Linked DNA regions of Mus musculus: region 1 is linked to region 2. A link is a contact called in public Hi-C data. All regions are on one chromosome and are shown on one strand. The core of a region is the stretch at or near the end of the contact, and the rest is flanking DNA. Distances in the headings are between cores, read along the strand shown. Region 1 overlaps 5430437J10Rik (RIKEN cDNA 5430437J10 gene). Region 2 overlaps Gm41257 (a long non-coding RNA gene).

The links. A called contact is a pair of places that touch in the nucleus more often than the background predicts.
Region 1: a contact with region 2 is called in a Hi-C map of bone marrow-derived macrophages, with 14 read pairs. The contact joins two enhancer-like sites. A contact is called at or near these places in 1 of 484 Hi-C or Micro-C datasets (bone marrow-derived macrophages) and 2 of 115 datasets of contacts at active chromatin or transcription factors (CD8 T cells and large pre-B cells).

Annotation. Positions count from the first base shown.
Region 1 is chr15:5,575,088-5,580,197 of GRCm38.p6, forward strand. All of the region lies in intron 2 of 5430437J10Rik (RIKEN cDNA 5430437J10 gene), which reads left to right. Among named protein-coding and RNA genes, the nearest start is that of 5430437J10Rik, 81 kb to the left of the region's middle. Within about 2 kb of position 1,749, at least 1 of the 459 cell types and tissues checked has an H3K27ac peak or open chromatin away from gene starts, as enhancers often do. A contact at or near this core is called in bone marrow-derived macrophages, where this site is marked.
Region 2 is chr15:5,261,844-5,266,519 of GRCm38.p6, forward strand. All of the region lies in intron 1 of Gm41257 (a long non-coding RNA gene), which reads left to right. Among named protein-coding and RNA genes, the nearest start is that of Gm41257, 9.5 kb to the left of the region's middle. Within about 2 kb of position 1,523, at least 36 of the 459 cell types and tissues checked have an H3K27ac peak or open chromatin away from gene starts, as enhancers often do. A contact at or near this core is called in bone marrow-derived macrophages, where this site is marked.

The DNA.
Region 1 (5,110 bases), core at 499-2,998, 310 kb after region 2:
TGGCTGTACCCAGCTATATTCTTTGCCAAAAGATTATAAAAATGGTTTCTATTGAAGAAGCAATCACTGTGCCTGCATGGGTCTGTGCTAAGTCCTCTGCAAACATGATGTGGTTGTTTAACTTGGACTTTGGGGGGGGGGGTGTGGTAAGACTCCTCACAGTGGGAGTAGGAGATCTCATTTGCCTACTCTTAGGATCCCTTTTTTCCCTCCTTCATTGCCTCATCCAACTGGTTATCCAATACCAAATGGTCATTTCTGAAAACATAATCATACAGTTAACATGATACTGACTAAGAAGATTGTGTTTATATGTTTAGGAATGTATACATACATACATGCGTACATACACATACAGCATGTTTTCACATGTAAAAACAGTTAGAGGAAATGTGATCATAATCATTTAGTATTATGCTTCATTCATCCCTAGTGGTCAGCATTCTGCATGATACCAGAGGAGAAAGATTAATCACAAAGATCACCCATCTATAAACCTGGGACTCCATCAGGGACCTGCCTGAAAGGTATATTGGTATGATAGTGGCACAAATATTATGGAAGTTATCAGCCACTTTCTGATTGGATTTAAGATCCATTCCATGAAATGGAACCTATACTTGAAACTGATGCTACATAAGTTATAAGCCTACAGGAAATCCTACTATCATTATTATGATAAACAAACAGTAATAAAATGACTCCTAGTGATACATTGCTATACTCATAGATCAGTGAATCACTCAATCAGAGAAGCTTCTTGGAGTAGAGGGGAATTAGCTCAGAGACTCAGAACTGTACAATGTATAGAGGCTGAGAGATCTCAATCGTAGGTCAGATGTCTTTGTCAAACCCCTATGCTGGAGGGATCTATGCTGGAGAGGAAGGAAAGGATTAGAAGGGCTAGAGGTGATGGATAACTCAAAGAAACTGGTGTCTTTGAGACACAGCAGGACTGATGCACCTATGAACTCATCATGTGTGAAAGCTGCACAGGTTCAAGCTAACTGGGGTTCAGCACTGAGAGGGGGAAGAAGACATGGGTTCCTGCTTGTAACTGAGAAGTGGTTTGCAATGGATACCTACTGAGAAAGGGAAAATCTGTTTTCTTCTGGAGTGACATTGGGTATATCAAACACACTCCAAGCAAGCCCTATACTCAAAAGTAGTTGGCAAGCATAAAACAAACTTGATCCTTATCTTCCTTTCTTTTCCTTCCCTTCCCTCCTCTCCCTACCCTACCCTTCCCTACCTTATCCTTATCTTCCTTTCTTTTCCTTCCCTTCCCTCCTTTCCCTATCCTACCCTTCCCTACTTTACCCTTCCCTTCCCTTCCCTTCCCTTCCCTTCCCTTCCCTTCCCTTCCCTTCCCTTCCCTTCCCTTCCCTTCCCTTCCCTTCCCTTCCCTTCCCTTCCCTTCCCTTCCCTTCCCTTCCCTTCCCTTCCTTCTCCTTCCCTTCCTTCTCCTTCCCTTCCCTTCCCTTCCCTTCCTTCTCCTTCCCTTCCCTTCCCTCTCCTCCCCTCTCCCCTTCCCTTCCCTTTTCTTTTCCTTTCTCTTACAGACCATTTATTTGATTTCCTTTTTGTTTTGGCACCTTTGGTCTTATTGGTTTGTTTTGCTTTTCACTTTTGTAGTTCTTTCATTTGAAGGAAAGAGAAAGAACATAAAGTTGTGTGGGTAGGGAGGTGGGGAGGATTGAGAGGAGTTTTAGGGAAGAGAAAGCATTATTGAAATATGTCATGTGAGAAAAAAATTACAATTACATCATTTCCCCTTTCCTTTTCTCCCTCCAATTTCTCCCATGTATCCCCTCTTCTGCTTGCTCTGAAATTTGTGACCTCTTTTTCTTTAATTGTTGAGACATATTTTTATTTATATATTCATAAAAGAAAAAGACACTCTGCTGAGTCTGTGTAATGATACTTCTATGTATATGACTTCAGGGATGGCTTTAGTGGCTAGCCAATTCTCAGTCATATGTTGCTCCTAACTCCAAATCTTCAGATATGTCTATAACCTGGGATTATAGTAAGGTTAACCAGGAAGGTAAAATCGAATGAAGGTGAATGGAAAAGAGTGTATGCGAGAACACCAGGGTACAAACAATATGGAAGTGAAATGGAGAAGATAGGAGAAGGCTTAAATAAGTAAGGAGAGGGGTCACTATAGGAGACAGAGGAAAAGGATAAAACAAAAGTAAGAATGTCTACGTAGGAGTCATCATTATCCTTTGGAAATGTTAACAGATATTTTATTGATTCTGTAAGAATTTCATATACTGTATTTTTATCATGTTAAAATTTCTTCAAGTGCTTGCATTTCCACCATTTCCTGAAAGGTGACCATGCAAAAATGATTATGGAACACCTAAACTCATTTTATCAATTCTTGTTTTATATAAGCTGTGTATCTGTGATCTCATGTCTTCAAAGAATCAAAAGATACATTTTGTCAAACTCTAGCAGTCCAGTAGGAGAAATTAGTATTGTTTTGTCAGCTTATTTCAGTCAAATGACAAAAATCTTAAATAGATTTATTGGAAAAAATTTTAGTGTCATTTGTCTCAGTAGATTTTGTAACAAGCCAAACTAATTAACTGGTTAGAGTTTTTAGTTTTTTTTTTTTTTTTTAACATGTTCTAGAGTCTCCTTTGGTAGGGGTAATAAGATGCCATGTGTAGTTTAAGAAGCAGGCATTTATTTTTTTACAGTTCTGGGTACTAGTATATCCAAATGGGTGCTAGAAGGTTTGGTTTTGAATGAAGGTCCACTTGCTGGCTTGCAAATCACCATCATCTCTTTCACATTGGATTTGCTCAGATGACCTTTTGCTCAGAGAGGGAAATAGAAGGGAAGAGGGATGGGGGCGGGGGAGAGCAGGGTGTTTATATGCAGGTTCCTCTTGTAAGGACACTAACTAATCTTCTATAATGGCCCATACTCACAGCCTCATGTAAGCCTCATTATTTCTCAGAGTACTCATGTCCAACATGCTTTGGTTGAGAGTTGAGGTTTCAACCAGCCTACGAATGGATGGGATGACAGACACTCAGTCTAGAATGGTAGATTCTGTGGTCCAGTTTCACAGTTTGCTTCAGAATCAAGGTTCATGCAATCTCAGCAAGAATCTTGGTCACCAAGACTTACAAGAAAATAAGGTTGGAAAACTCAGACTCAAGTGACTCAAGCAGATTTTCCACTGAAGTTTTCCTCAGAGCCTTGAATGTGCACATAATTCTAAATTACCCATGGGAAGATTTAATAAACATGTAAGACATTTTTCATGCCATGCTTAATAATGTTTCCCACTTGCATATTTCACAGAAAACAATGTAGAAAATATTCATATTGACCCGTGAAAATTTTGTGTACATATGTAAACACATTTTATATATTAGAATTTATTATATGCATATTATGATCACCTAGAAAATTATTTTTACATTTATGTGTGTTATATTTCATGTCTGTCATTAACATAGAAATAGCATAATATTATGAGCAAGAAAGCTACTGAGATTGTTTTTGAGTCAATGTTGAGCAAATATGGAGCAATAGAATATCAGATGGAAGAAGTTTTTATGAAATATAGAATTATATACTTTCTAGACATTTTAAGCTTCTGTCAAGCTAAATTTTAAATGGAATTTTTCTCTCTTGCTGAAATATTTATATATATATGAAGGATGTATATCTTCAACAAAGTGTGGATGGTTCATGCTCATTGTTTGAATTTTATTCACAGATGTCTCATTATCACAGTAGAGGAATCAGGCTACATGTACACAATGAAGTGGTTTCTTGAGATCTCTTAGCTAACTGTGACTACAAACAGAGCTAGAATACAGCTTCCTATCTCTTACATTAGTGTTGCCCTGCTGCCGTGGTGTGTCACCTTTTTTAGTCCTCCCAATTCTTCTTTTTAAATGAGAAATTCACATTCATCAGAGACACATGGCTTTAAAAATTGCATTAAGAGCTAGCAAGATGATTCAGAGGTGAAGATGCCAAGCCTGAGGGCCAGAGTTCAAACACCAGAACCTACGTGCTTTAAGAAGAAAAAGACTCCTCCGACCTGTTTCCTGACCTCCACATGAGTGTCCTGGATGTAGATAGAAACACACACACACACACACACACACACACACACACCACAGTCACACATACATGTACACATGCACCCATGGATAAAAATAATGAATAAATAAATACATGGGAGAGGGATAAGGAACTTTCAGAAAGGAAACTAGGAAAGGGGATCACATTTGAAATGTAAATGAAGAAAATATATAATAAAAATTAACATTAAAAATACATGAATAACCAAGTTAACATAAAATATTTTAAAAGTAAAATACATAAATAAAAGTGCATTAGATGTGCCCTTCAAATGGATGACATTATTAACACTTATCACAGGGAATAGCCTTCTTCTCACTGGCTCTTAATCCTAGGGAAGTTCATGACTCGCGGCTAAAAAATAAAATAATTTTCATTAGCAAAGCATTGTTCATTGAGAAACAACACACCTGAAATGTTTATTTTTCAATTTAAAAATTAAAGAGAAACCTTAAGTGATTTGAGAGCAGTTATCCACAACAGAGGGATAAAGAATCCAGGCCCTGGCCCTTGGGGCATAGGCTTCTAACACATTAGCCAGTATGGAGATGACTCAGGGTGGTGAGTCAGACCCCTTTCCAAGGATTCTAATGAGGATATCAGGACCATGGAGGAAAGCAGCCGTTGTTTAGAGCATCCATTTCTCATCTAGGTGCTCAAGTGCATGAGGATATTGTACGTATTGTTCTCCAGTGGAAAGAATGCCTTTGTCCTTATCAAGGGTTGATGAGTTATCCTGACAAAATTACAGAGGAGTCACACGTACAATTCTGTGACATTGCTGTCCCTTGCTCTTCCTGCTTGGAGAGATTATATGAGCTCAGAAATCTAATTGCCCTTCGGTGATGAGGCAAGATGAGAGCAAGCTGAGAGCATGGAGATTTCTTTCTATAAACTGGGTCTGACAGTGCCTGCTGAAGGATGGTGCCTACCCGAGAGCCATGGAGGTTTCACCATTGTCATGTTGAAGAAATTTCCCATGGCTTTGGCT
Region 2 (4,676 bases), core at 273-2,772:
CCATGACAGGCAACCAAAAACAAAGCAATGGAGCAAAGCAAAACAAACCAAAACAATTGTACCAAGCTAGACCGACAGAGAAAAGAACTGTCCACATTTAAGGTGTACAATACGGTGAACTTGAAGACAAATACTCACTTGTGTAATCATTGCTACAGTTAATGTTTTCAACACACCCACCCGCTGCAGTTTCCCCTGAACCCCTATTTACCTTTTGCCTTTAAACTATTTTATTCATTTTTTGAAATTTTCATACATTTTTTTCAATGCATCTTGACAGTGTCAATCAATTCCTTCTTCCCCAAGCCTCCATCATATCCCCATTCCATTTCTTTTCTACTTTATGCTTTCTTTTTGTTGTTGTTATCAATAATTCCCCGAGTCCACTGAGTACACGGTATGTGGGGCTGCTCACTGGGGCATGGCAACCTACCGGTGGCCAAGTCCCAAAGGAGAGTAACTCCCTCGCTCAGCAGCCACCAGCTGCCAATAACTACGCCAGGGCTACTTTACCATCTGTGCTGGAATTTTGACTGGTTTGGTCTTGCACAGGCACCACAAGTGCAGCATCTGTCAGGTTGTGTCGGGAAGGCAGCACTTCACAGTTCTCTTCCGTTCTTCCCACTCCTTCTCCGACCCTGTTGCCTGATCCTTCCACAGTGGAAGGCTGACTCAGTAGACTTCACTCACAGCGGAGCCCGCACTGTTACATATACTGGATGCTTTGCCCAGTTACGAGTTTCTGAATTAAGCGATATCTACTGCAAAAAGCAGCTTCTCTCACCAAAGTCGGGAGCAACACAGAAATCAATTTCCATAAGGTTTCTTCATTATCTTCCACTTCCTGTCCTCTCCCTGCTAAAAATAAACCAATCAAGAGTTGAACATGTGTTTCTGAACTGATCTACTTTGCCAATCTTATGAAGTCTTACATTTAAGTTTGGTATGAGTGACAAGAAAAGAGAAGAACTGTGAACGAAAAGAAAGGTTTGAAAACCCAGAGCGAAGACACCATCCTGAATTGGCTCTGTGGGGGAGCTGAGCAAGGTTCTCCATGGTCTGCTTGTCCTGCCAAAATAACATACCGCACACAAAGTAGGTTAAGCAAGATAAATTTCCTTTCTTACAGCTGTGGAAGCTGCAAGGGTATTGGCAAGTTAAGATTCAGACACATCTCTGTGCTATGCAGATGCTCAGGCTCTTTTTGCCTTGCTTCTGTGTCCCCAGAGAACCTGCCTCATGTCAGGATACCAGTCAGACTGGATTAGAGCTGACCCTAACCCATGTCCCCTTGCTCCCTGCCCTGAGAGCCTTGTCCCTCTTTACTGGTAGTCATGTTGGGACTCCAGTTTCAATTTCAGAGAGTGGGCATCACAGCCAGCCCGCAGGAAGGCAATCCTTACAGGGCTTTTTATTATTCTGACAGAATTCGAAAGCGAATTGAGGATGTAAATGACTACAAACCTTCAGACCGAAATTAACTGGGGATAGCTCACTGAAGAATGAGGGTGATTACTAACACATTATGCAAATGGAGGAAACTAGATAAGAAAAGTAAATGGGCAATTTGAAGTGTAAGTGGCTTTATGCTACACAGTGAATTCATGGCCCGTCATCGGAGAAGTCATGCGTTTGCGGTGTCGGAGAATTAACTTGTCAAAATTGCTTGCATTTCTCATGTTTGTGTGGTTTGTTTTGAAACCTTTCTACAAGTCAAAGAGATTTATGGTATTTCCTTTATTATTTTTGGAAGAAAAAGCGGTGGAAAGAAAGTGTAAACATTAAACAAAATGAAGCTCTAGTTAAGTTGTTATTTAGTAACAAAGGAAATAGTTACCTAGTACCTAATTCATAATCTTTTGAAATATAATAAAAAATATTTAATTAAGATAAGCATCTAGTAAGGTGTTTATTTCATTTTATTAAGTTCTGAAAACCAATATTGCCACAATTATAATAAAAACTACCAAAACTATTGAGTTTTTTTAACCTTTTATCATTTTCAAATTAAAATGATAAATTAAAATTAAAATCCTTAATACTTAGAATGCTGAATGCTCAAATGTTTCTAGAAGAATTTAAAAATGTATGTATTGTCAGCTTGTCTATTTGACATATAACATGCATTGTCTGTGCTGTTACTTGTCCTCCCTCCCTCCCTCTCTCCCTCCCTCCCTCCCTCCCTCCCTCCCTCCCTCCCTCCTTCTTTCTTTCTTTCTTTCTTTCTTTCTTTCTTTCTTTCTTTCTTTCTTTCTGTCTTTCTTTCTTTCTTTGTTTTAAATCTACCTTTTGTTTTCATTAACAAGGCAAAATGACCATACCCAAGTCGCGGCATTGTTCGAGAGCTTTGCATGTGATAGTGAGATGGTGAATTACTTTATCATTGAGGTTATGCAGTATGGAACATTTCTCGTACATTTAACTGGATCTTTTCAGCTTTAATAAAGCTGTGAGTTAAATAACAAAAATCAGATAATTAACTCAGTCTTTACTTATTCAACTTGAAACAAACGAAAAATGTTTTGTGTCTTGTTTTGTTTTTGTTTTTCCCCAAATTGCTTGTGTTAGGTATGCAATGGAAAGACACAGCTGCCTGGCATACAATTCTGGTCTTACGATTCTTAGCTGTAACAACTCTGGGCAAGTTGTTGAGTATGTTTTTGTCTCAGTTTCTTTTGTGTGAAATGGTATTGCATTAATGCCTACTTTTAGTTTCGCTGTAGGATTAAACGAGGTAGCTGTGGAAAGTGCTTAGGAGGGGTACACGCCCATCATTAACATCATAGGTGTTAATTTACTAGATGTTTTTATTGTTAGCTGAAGTGGCATACCCTCCCCCACCCTTCTGCATTGTATAGTTGCACAATTAAACCCAAAACCCCAGAACCATTTCACTGATAAATAGTATTCCATAAGAAAGGAAGCTCTTGATCTGGGAATTATGACATCTTCTCCAAACCAAATTTGAGAAAGCTCTGCCCTTGAGCATCAATGAATCCAGAACTGGCATCTCCCCACATCTTGAACAGCAAGTATTATGTTTGGCTGATGTGCAAAAATTGAGCTGGCTACAGAGAAGTTGAGGCAGGATTGGTTATAGTTTCCTAGAAAGGAATTGCTTTAAATACCGAGAAGAGCAGAATGGACTCTTCTCAGCACTCCATAGATGCAAGCTGCTTAACAGGAGTGACTGAACGTGGAGGCTGAACGTCACTTGCAGGGTGCACACGGTAATATCCCAGCCTCCTCAGGGCAACTTGCAGCAACTGAAAAATTATATCCCCACACATAGGTGTATGGAATCCTAAAGGAGATGGACTCATGGATCTTGACTGATATCAGATCTAGCCTGTGAAGATTGTCTCATCTGGTGGCTAGGATGGGTCACCAAGGGATTATTATTGGTTCTGAAAATGTGTGGCTTCTTCAGACTTATATAATGATTGCTTAGATTCTTTGGACCTTAGTTTCTCCACAAATAAGTGAAGGGAAAGACATTTTTTTAATTGAAATGATTTTTTTCATATACTATATGCTGATAATTGTTTCCACCCCCCCAGTTCCATGTGCTTTCTTATTCTCTTTGGAAAACAAACAAACAAACAGACAAACAAACAGGCAAACAAAACAGGATAAAGAAAAAAACAAAACAGCAACAAAAACAAACCAAAGAAGAATCACAAGAAACATGCACACATGCACATACACATACACACACACATACACATACACATACACGCACATGTACACGCACACGCACACGCACACACACACAAATGAAACCTATAAAGGAACAAAATCGGAAAGCATAATATCAAAGCAAGTCAAAAACATCTAAACAAAGCAGTATGAGGTGAAATGTCTACAGAAGTACCATTGAGTTCATTTTGTGCTGGGCATCTACTGCTGAGGATGTGGTGTGCCCTTAAGTGGAGTTAAGATACCCAGTGAAATGCCAAGAGAAAGGCTTGCATTTGATGTGAGAATCTCAAAGACACAAATAGAAAATTTGGGAAATAGTTGCTATTAGTCTAGAAGAGCAAAGCCATGAGCCTGCTGTGTCTTGTCTTCTTTTGTGTTTCCTCCTTTTCCCTGTATAGTTCCTTATAAGCAACTGCTTTGTCTTGGAACTAGAAATAAGACGCTTTGGATAACCACAACTATTTGATGGTAGCTCCACATTTAGGGATTAAGGTATTGCTGGCCGCAGTGTTGTGTGAGAATGTCTTCGATGTGTTAGACTGAGTGAGTGAGTAGAGTCAGGGAAAGATGAGAGAGGCCATTACACATTCTTTTATCATAAAGTGGAAGTTAAGTACTTAAGCTCCTTCAGGCTCTAATGCATAAGTTATAAACCAGATCACAAATTGCCTTAAGTGCACCAGGTCTCTTGCTGACTCATTTCAAATGTCGATGAACAATAGGGGGTGGGCTGAGTGCCAGAGGGCGAGAGAGGATACAGCAAGAAATCTATACACATTTAGAGAGGTGGCATCTGCTGGGTGGTGACGGTGCATGCCTTTAATTCCAGGACTTGGGAAGCAAAAGCAGGTGTTCAAGGCCAGTCTGGTCTACAGAGTAAGTTCCAGGACAAGGACAGCCAGGACTACACAGAGAAGGCATGTCCCCCCCCCAAAAAAAGTAAAAAATTCCCCCCCACTCCAACAAAGCAACAC